Regions from separate parts of the Mus musculus genome. Here region 2 is linked to region 1. Evidence: chromatin contacts called from public promoter capture Hi-C data. All regions are on one chromosome and are shown on one strand. The core of a region is the stretch at or near the end of the contact, and the rest is flanking DNA. Distances in the headings are between cores, read along the strand shown.

Evidence for each region. Capture Hi-C pulls out chosen DNA fragments and counts their contacts.
Region 2: a contact with region 1 is called in a promoter capture Hi-C map of liver. The contact joins the promoter of Chad here to the promoter of Spata20 in region 1. A contact is called at or near these places in 9 of 39 promoter capture datasets (cranial neural crest, embryonic stem cells, frontonasal cranial neural crest and 5 more), 1 of 484 Hi-C or Micro-C datasets (double positive thymocytes), 4 of 115 datasets of contacts at active chromatin or transcription factors (bone marrow-derived macrophages, embryonic stem cells and pancreatic cancer cells) and 3 of 9 other capture datasets (adipose tissue, liver and pancreatic islet).

What each region holds. Positions count from the first base shown.
Region 1 is chr11:94,483,204-94,487,357 of GRCm38.p6, reverse strand. It overlaps Spata20 (spermatogenesis associated 20), which reads left to right and starts at 2,048. Exons shown (of 16, transcript NM_144827.4): 1 at 2,048-2,148; 2 at 2,259-2,441; 3 at 2,540-2,604; 4 at 2,717-2,871; 5 at 2,947-3,090; 6 at 3,208-3,409; 7 at 3,645-3,775; 8 at 3,873-3,977. The coding sequence starts at 2,072.
Region 2 is chr11:94,562,730-94,566,883 of GRCm38.p6, reverse strand. Chad (chondroadherin) reads right to left here and starts at 1,837. Exons shown (of 4, transcript NM_007689.5): 1 at 1,016-1,837. The coding sequence starts at 1,786. It overlaps Acsf2 (acyl-CoA synthetase family member 2), which reads left to right. Exons shown (of 16, transcript NM_153807.2): 11 at 3,966-4,073.

The DNA.
Region 1 (4,154 bases), core at 799-3,298:
TGTCAACTTAACCCAGGCTAAACTGATTTGGAAGCAGAAATCTCAACTGAGAAAATGTGCCCCCATCAGACTGGCTTGTGGACAAGTCTGTGGTGCATTTTCTTGATGACTGATGTCTGAGGGCTCAGCTCACTGTTGTGAACAGCGCCTGCCACCCCTGGGTTGATGGTCCCCGGTGCTAGCAGACAGCAGGCTGAACAAGCCATGGAGAACAAGCCAGTAAGCAACGTTCCTCCGTGGCTTCTGCTGCAGTTCCTGTCTCCAGATTCCTGCCTTGAATACCAGCCCTGACATCCCTTTGATGATGGACACAGGACTATGATGTGGAAGTATAAGATAAAATAAACCCCTTTTTCCCCAAGTTGTTTTTGGTCATGGTGTTTCATCATAGCAATAGCAAGCTAACTAAGCCAGCTTCCTATCCACGTTCGTTACCTATCCCTTTTCTCTGCCCTCCAGCTATACTAGCCTTCTGCTGGCCCTCAGTCTCAATACCCTCACCTGCCACAGGACCTTTACACATGCTGTTTCTTCTGCTACATCTCTCACTCCCTGCACTCTTATTCTTTATAGCTACCAATCAAGTATAATGTCCTCAGCAGAGCTTTCCTCTGTGTCTCTTCTACTGGATCGAGTCTCTTGCTAGATTATACCCATTCACGGTACTTGTCGCAGTGTGTAGCTGACTATTCACTAGCTAGTCTCTGAGTAAAAGGGTAGGGAGGAACACACGGGTGTTCGGTGCCTGGTATAGTAGTAGACAGCAGAGGACGCTTGTCATTGACTGAATAAAGTGAATGAACCAAGCAAACAGAGCATGCAGTAAGGACATATTGGCTCAGTGTTACTACTCTGGGAAGGCTTCTCGGAGTGGGTGGGTTCTAGGGAGGATGGGTAGGCTGGATCAAGCAAATTTGGCTGGCTGATCAAATCCTTCGAAGGGAGCCTTATCTCTTGCTTGTAAAAGGGGAAAGAGCTAGGCAAAAGTATTGGATGCTCCGAGGGTCACTCTTCCTGCCAGCACTTTAAATGGAACCCAGCTTATTTTACTCGAATTTTAAGCGCTGAGACGGTTGGATCTTCAAAGGCACGGCAGGGCTGTAGTTCCGCGCTCTACCGCCGAGCGGCGCTCGGAGACCAGCCACAGGGCCAGAGACTTGGCGAGGACAGGGTTCTGGGCCCGCCCTTCTGCAGCCTACCGCCCGAATTGGAGCAGCTATACTGAAGAGTGTGGGACTGTCTGGACCCCAACCTCCGGTCGCCCCACTGTGGGGGTGGGCCTTGCGGCTAGCGGCAGGTATGAGCAAGACACTACAATATGCCTGGCGCCGCGGCAGTCCGTCTTTCAGGCATAGTCTGCGATGTCTGCTCGGATCCCCCTACATGAAGGCTCCTTTTCTTCCCCCACCCTTCTTATCCGCTGCAGGATTAGCTCAGGCTAGCTCTTTGGCTACTTTAGCACCGCCTCTAGGAAGCCTTTCTAGAATGATGTGCTGTCCACAAACCCCTCTCTTGAAGCACCCTGCACCCTGTCACAAACTCATGTTGCTGCCCTGCCTGCTATTTAGTTGCGTTCCCAGGTTGAACTCCCTAAGATAGGTCTATTTGATTCTGAGTGGTCCCTCTCTCCTTCTCCCTCTCCTTCTTTCTTATCTCTCTTCCCCTCTTTCCCTTTCTCTCCCCTCCCTCTTTCCCCTCTGTGTGTATGTATGTGTGTGTGTGTGTGTGTGTGTGTGTTTAGTGTAAGACCTGGTCCTTCAAAGTACTCTGGAGTTCTTGGCTAGTCCCTGACTACTTCTTCTGCTTGTCCCTCACCTGGTCCAGTCCCGGACCCAATACCCATTCCTCTTGACCTGTCTAGACACTAGCAATAGCCACTCCCTTCCTAAGTCACCCACATGAATGCTAAGGATGCCTGCAGTGCAACCGCCCAGGGAGGGGCACTCCACGGGTGATAGAACAGAGCAGGATGGACCATTCTACTCATTATGACCCTCTCTGACCTCACAGATACCCTTCCTACCGCCAGGTCCAAGAAGCTGGGGGAGACTAACCTGGCAGGGAGCCCCCAATGAGCCACCATTCCTCACCACCCCCAAAACATAAGGGGGAGCACAAAGGCCACGGTCTCCCCCGTGGTTCAGAAAGGTGGGCTGGACAAAGAGTGGGGGTCTTTGTGGCTGGGTAACCATTGAGCTGATTTGGGTGGGGCAAAGGGGAAGTGGCCTTCATTTGTGTGACCCATCTGCCCACATTAGGGGCAGCTCTTCCCGGGACAAGGACCGAAGTGCTACTACAGTTAGTAGTTCAGCGCCCATGCCTGCTGGAGGAAAGTCAAGCCGGACTAACTGTCCTCCACCTGCACCGCCGAAGACCGTCAATCGCCTGATCAATGAGAAGTCTCCATACCTCTTACAGCATGCCTACAACCCGGTGGATTGGTGAGAGCCATCCCAGGGTTTCCCTTGAAGCATCTGGGGTCCCTAATCCTCTGAGACTCCCTAGGCTACTGAGTGACCTCTCTTCCTGTTGGGTCTAGGTACCCCTGGGGACAGGAAGCCTTCGACAAGGCCAAAAAAGAAAACAAGCCGATTTTTCTCTCAGGTATACACCCACTGTTCCCAGAATGAGGTTCAGTGACAGGCAGAGGGTTGGGGGTGGTCCCTTGGGTCCCCCGGGGACCTCCTCCTGCCATCCTGTCCCTCTTCTCTCCTAGTGGGGTACTCTACCTGTCACTGGTGCCACATGATGGAGGAGGAATCCTTCCAGAATGAAGAGATAGGGCGCCTGCTCAATGAGAACTTCATCTGTGTCATGGTGGACCGAGAGGAGCGGCCAGATGTGGACAAAGTATACATGACTTTTGTGCAGGTGAGCCATCTCTGTGGCAGTCTAGTCACACCTACAACGCGGCAACTCCCCTGACCCTGGCCCTCCCTCTTCCAGGCCACCAGTAGTGGAGGAGGCTGGCCAATGAATGTGTGGCTGACCCCCGGCCTCCAGCCATTCGTTGGGGGCACCTACTTCCCGCCAGAGGATGGTTTGACTCGAGTTGGCTTCCGAACAGTGTTGATGAGAATCTGTGATCAGGTGGGTGGATGTCTGGGAGGGAAGGTGCCCACGTGCAGGTTGAGAGACCACAGCCACCTCCCATCCCCACCCCGACCTGTGTATGCTGACTTCCACGTGTGTGCTCACCTCCTGTAGTGGAAACTGAACAAGAACACCCTTCTGGAGAACAGCCAGCGCGTCACCACAGCCCTTCTGGCCCGATCTGAGATCAGCGTGGGTGACAGACAGATTCCAGCCTCTGCTGCCACCATGAACAGCCGTTGCTTCCAGCAGCTGGATGAGGGCTATGATGAGGAATACGGCGGCTTCGCCGAGGCCCCCAAGTTTCCCACACCTGGTCAGTGACCTCTGACCCTGACCTATATAATGAGCATCGGTGCCTTTGGCCTCTCTTGTGCGGCTGTGTAGCTTTCCGGTCCCCTGTGGGCTGATATTCTGACCTCTGACTCAGAGGCCAATGGCCTGTGTCCTCTAAGTGGATGGTAGAAGTTCCCACCTTCCAGCCTGACAGACAGAGACTGACTGGGCAGAGCCTCCCTGGAACCTCTCACCCTCTCCTTCCTGCTCCACAGTGATCCTGAACTTCCTGTTCTCCTATTGGCTCAGTCACCGGCTCACCCAGGATGGCTCCCGAGCTCAGCAGATGGCGTTGCACACCCTGAAGATGATGGCCAACGGAGGCATCCAGGATCATGTGGGGCAGGTGAGGGCAGGCCAGGTTCCGTGCCGGCCGGCCGGGGCAGCAGGCCTAGGGACAGAGGCTGAGATCAGTCTGGCCTAACACTCTGCCTTGACCACAGGGCTTTCACCGCTACTCCACGGACCGACAGTGGCACATCCCTCACTTTGAGAAAATGCTGTATGACCAGGCCCAACTCTCGGTGGTCTATACCCAGGCCTTCCAGGTGACTTTTGCCCCTAATCCCAATCCTGGCTGCCAGTCCCAAGACCTTCAAGCTAACGGTAGCTTCCTCTTAATTCCAACCCATAATTCCTCCTCACACTCTAGACACCTGGGCTTCCCCTACACCCCACCCACTTTCCTGGGGGGGTATCCTTTAGGAACCTGAGCCACCACCACC
Region 2 (4,154 bases), core at 588-3,087, 80 kb before region 1:
TCTACCTAGATAAGGTTGGCCTTCTGTCCTCAGCTCCGTATCTGTGACCTCTCACAGACCAGATTGGGCTGTGACGTTCTCTACAAACAAAACTACTCTACCTCGCTCTGGTCTCTGCCCGAACCTTCTGGCTGAAACTGTGTTGTGTACCAGGGTGATTCCCTGAAAAGGACTTTGCTCCTAGACAGCCCCGACCAGGCTAGCCTGAGCATCCCAAGGGAGGAAGAATTGAGGAGTCTGGGATCTGGTGACTGGGGAAAGCAAAAGTCAACAAACTGTCTGCTGGACAGTGAGACAGTCAGTCTGTGCTCTGAGGAGACACTTGGGGGGGCGTGTGCCAGGGATTGCATGTGTTTATTCACGGGCTGCAAGAGCACCAAGCCAGCAACTCGGTGAAGCCAAGTCAGGTCTCCGTGTCTTGGTTTCCCGTCCTTATTTGAAATCGACCCGAGGTTGCAATAAAATTGAGTGTGTTTCGACCCACGGAGGGAATGGGACGAGGGTGTGGGAGAGTTCTCCTTAAGGTACCTGCTCCCCAATTCATCCTCTGGCCTCTCACTTTACCTTAGCAACACAGGCCAGCACCCACTGGGAACAGGCACTCTTTGTGTTCTCTCAGCTTCTGGAAGGTGCCTCAGTAGACAAACCTTCCTTTATGAAATGGTAGGCTTGCAGGAGACTGGTAAGAGAGGGGTGGAAAGTCCAACAGGAAGAGGTGTCTGCTGTTAACCGTGGGGTCTGGGGCAGATGCCTCCCCAGAGGCCATTTGTGGGACCAGAACAGTTCCATCTCTTACAAGGAGTCCCAAGAGAGCCCTGCTGAGAAGCCTCGGGACCAGGTAAGGGTGAGAAGGATGGGGAGGGGTGTGTGTCAATGCAGAGAGAAGTGGCAAAGGCCCCTTGCTTTGGAGGATAATCTGAGTGACAAGGAGTCCAGGAGGAGGGAATGCTGTCCCGATGTGGTCCTGGGGTGGCATCCTAGAAAGAGCCGGGAGAACTGCAGCTGGGGCACTTACCTTCTCCAGGTTGGTGTTATCCAGCCAGAGGGTCTCCAGATATCTACCGAAGGACTGGAAGGCATTGTCTGGGATGCTCTTCAGAGGGTTGTGAGACAGCTTCAGCTCCTCCACCACCCGAAGTTTGCTCAGGGCGGCTGAGGGGTAGCTAGACAGCTGGTTCTTGTCCAGGTGGAACTTGGCTAGGTTCTCCACATCATCCAGGGAACCAGGCTGCAGGGAACTGAGGGCATTTTCTGACAGGTAGAGCCAGCGCAGGTCCTTGGCCCCCTGGAAAGCTCCAGCACGCAGCTCTCGGATTTTGTTGTTGTTGAGTTGCAAGATGAAGAGGTTGACCAGAGGAGAGAGCAACCCCCGGGGCAGTTCCGACACTTTGTTGTGGTCTAGATAGAGGTAAGTGAGTTCAGTCAGGTCGTCGAAGGCTCCAGCTCGCAATACCCGGATGTCGTTGTGGGACAGGTACAGGTAGATAAGCTGCTTCAGGCCTCGGAAGGCACCAGCCGCCACCTCGCGGATGTTGCAGTGTTGCAGGTGCAGGGAGACCAGGTTCGGCATGGTCCGAAACGAGTTGGCAGCCAGCACCGGGAAGTTGTTGCGCTGGAGATTGAGCAGTTTGGTTGTCTCTGATACCTTGGGGATCTTCTGCAGCCCCACCTTGTCGCAGATGACATGCTGCAGATCTCCATGGCAGTGGCAGTTTTGGGGGCAGGCGGCTAGCGCAGGCAGGAGGATGGCAAGAAAGACCAGACTGAATAAGAGCGCGCGGGCCATGGTTGGAACGCCTTGAGCCTGGGCTGGGGGCTAAGGCAGCGACAAGTCCTCGACTCTCGGGTCTCCCGGCCCATTTATAGGGCAGCCTTGACCGCAGTTGGCAGCGGAGCCAGCTACTACGTGGAGCACCGAAGCCACTGATTTAACCCCTTCCCGCCCAGAGATGCGTCCCCATCCTCGATGGCTGGGGGCCTCTTTTCACAGCAGGAGACCGTGTGTAGGGCTGAGGGCCCTTCCCCTGAACCCCAACCCCTTGGTTCCTGTTTGCAAACATTATGCTGCACCTTCCCCTACCCTCCTCTATCTGGACCAACACCCCGAGGTGGGGTGGACGGTGATAGGTGTGTCGAGGGGCCTCTGAATTTCCACTGGGCAGAGGGAAGTGTTCCCAGAACTTATTTATTTGCTCAAGTTTGAGTTCTCTACGTCTCCCTCCCCCATACACCCTTGGCAGACAGGTCACCCTGGACTCCGGGAGGGAGGAAGTGGGGCCCGACAGCCGGATGCGTCTCACCGCGGTCGGCCAGCCGGCGGCGCTTTAATGGGACTGTTGTGCGGCGCAGGCGGAGCGTGAGAGCTGCTGTGGGTTGGGCTCCCGCTTCTGGGTTCCTCAGTTTATCCCAAGGAGGTGGGGGAGCTGGTTGCAGAGGCTAGCTGACAGCCGTGCGTTTGGCTCTGCCCCTTCTCGGAGCCCAGTGGCACCAGGCCCGTAAGAGCTCCGGATTGTGGGCTTATTCACGACCCCTCTCTTAGCTCTGGGCTTCCTGTTCCCTGTCCTTTGTACCCTCATTCCCCTTTCTAGGGCTGAAGGCCACACAGAAATGTGGGAACTGGTGTGTGTGGGGAGTGAACCACAGGACTGACTGGCAACACACCTGGAGACCACAGGCCGCTGAACAAGCATGGTTGCACAGTCTCCTTCTTAATCTCCCCCAAATATCCTCATCTCCGGATCCTCCCCTCACCGGTGGTTAGGACCCACCCCTAAGGGGGGTCTCAGAGTGGCAGCCTAGTGGCGCCAATGTGTACTTGGCAGAGGCCATAGCTGGGCAATGACCCCAGGACTGTGTGAGCTGGTGGGAAGTGGGGTGTTGGCTACAGGCAACCAACCCTGGCTAGCCAGATGCTAGGTTGTGGGCAGCCCCGCCCTGGTGGACCAGGCTTCTGTTCACTTGCCAGCCACAGTGTCTGGAGTCCTGTGGAGAAGGGAGGGTGAGCAGGCAGGTTACAGCTTTGGCCCAGGGTGAGCTCTGGGTTGCTTGGCCAGAGATGGCTTCTGTTTTTGGGAGGTGGTGGAGGAGACCACAACTACGCCAGAACCACACCACCTGATGGTGTGCGGGCATGGAGGCCACCAACAGAGAGCTGGTAGAGGACAAGGTATCTAGACCTTCTCATGACACTCAATACATAGATGTAGGATTTGGACTCCAAGCCTGCACTTCCCATAAGCCCTTCTTATTCCTTGTCGCTAGAATGGGGTGTGTGGGGGTCATTCTTGGCCTAGAATGTTCTCTGATGGTATTTAGGCTGGCTGCTAGTTTTCCTGATGCACAGGATGTTCTAACCACTGGAGGTTGCAGGGGTAGGTGTGTGTGTGTGTGTGTGTGTGTGTGTGTGCGCGCGCACATGCATGCCACAGGCCTTTTAAATTCATGCTCTGGCTATATTTTTGTTTTAATGAAAATAAACACACAGTATCATCTCCAGAGCTTGTAGGGCACCCACCCTAAGGCCAGGCACTTGTCCCAGGTTGGAGGGGAGTGGTGTCTGTGTGTCTGTACCACTCCCAGCTCAATCCCAAGCCAGGCTGCCTTTCTCATCAAGTTTATGAGGCCTTTGGCTAAGAAGAGAGAGAGGGAGGCTGTTGTGGCCTGAAATCAAGACGGAAGGACCAAAGCAACCTGGAGATGGAGAGAGCAGCCATGGGTATCAGTGATGCCAGAAGCCACAGGCATCACAGGGCAGTGTCGGAACCTTGGCCATGAGAGGACTGGCTTCTAGTCTCAATTTGGTTTCAGACCAGGGGCCCTGCAGAGAGCTGCACTTCTGGCTTCTGACCTCTGGCTCTTGTCCCCTCGCTTACCTCAGTCCTTACTGTTCAGCTACCTAGGGTAGGTCACCCCAGCCCTCCTCTGTCCCTCACTTCCCTTCAAGCCGTCTTTTTTGGCCCCTCTAGGTTGTTTATGGAACCACAGAGAACAGTCCCGTGACCTTCATGAACTTTCCCGAGGACACCCTGGAGCAGAAGGCTGGTAGTGTGGGCAGAATTATGCCTCACACGGAGGTGAGCCCCCGACGGATGCCCTCAGAGCCCACCTCCCACCGCGTGAGGACAGTTAGGACTTTCCATCAGACATCTAAACAG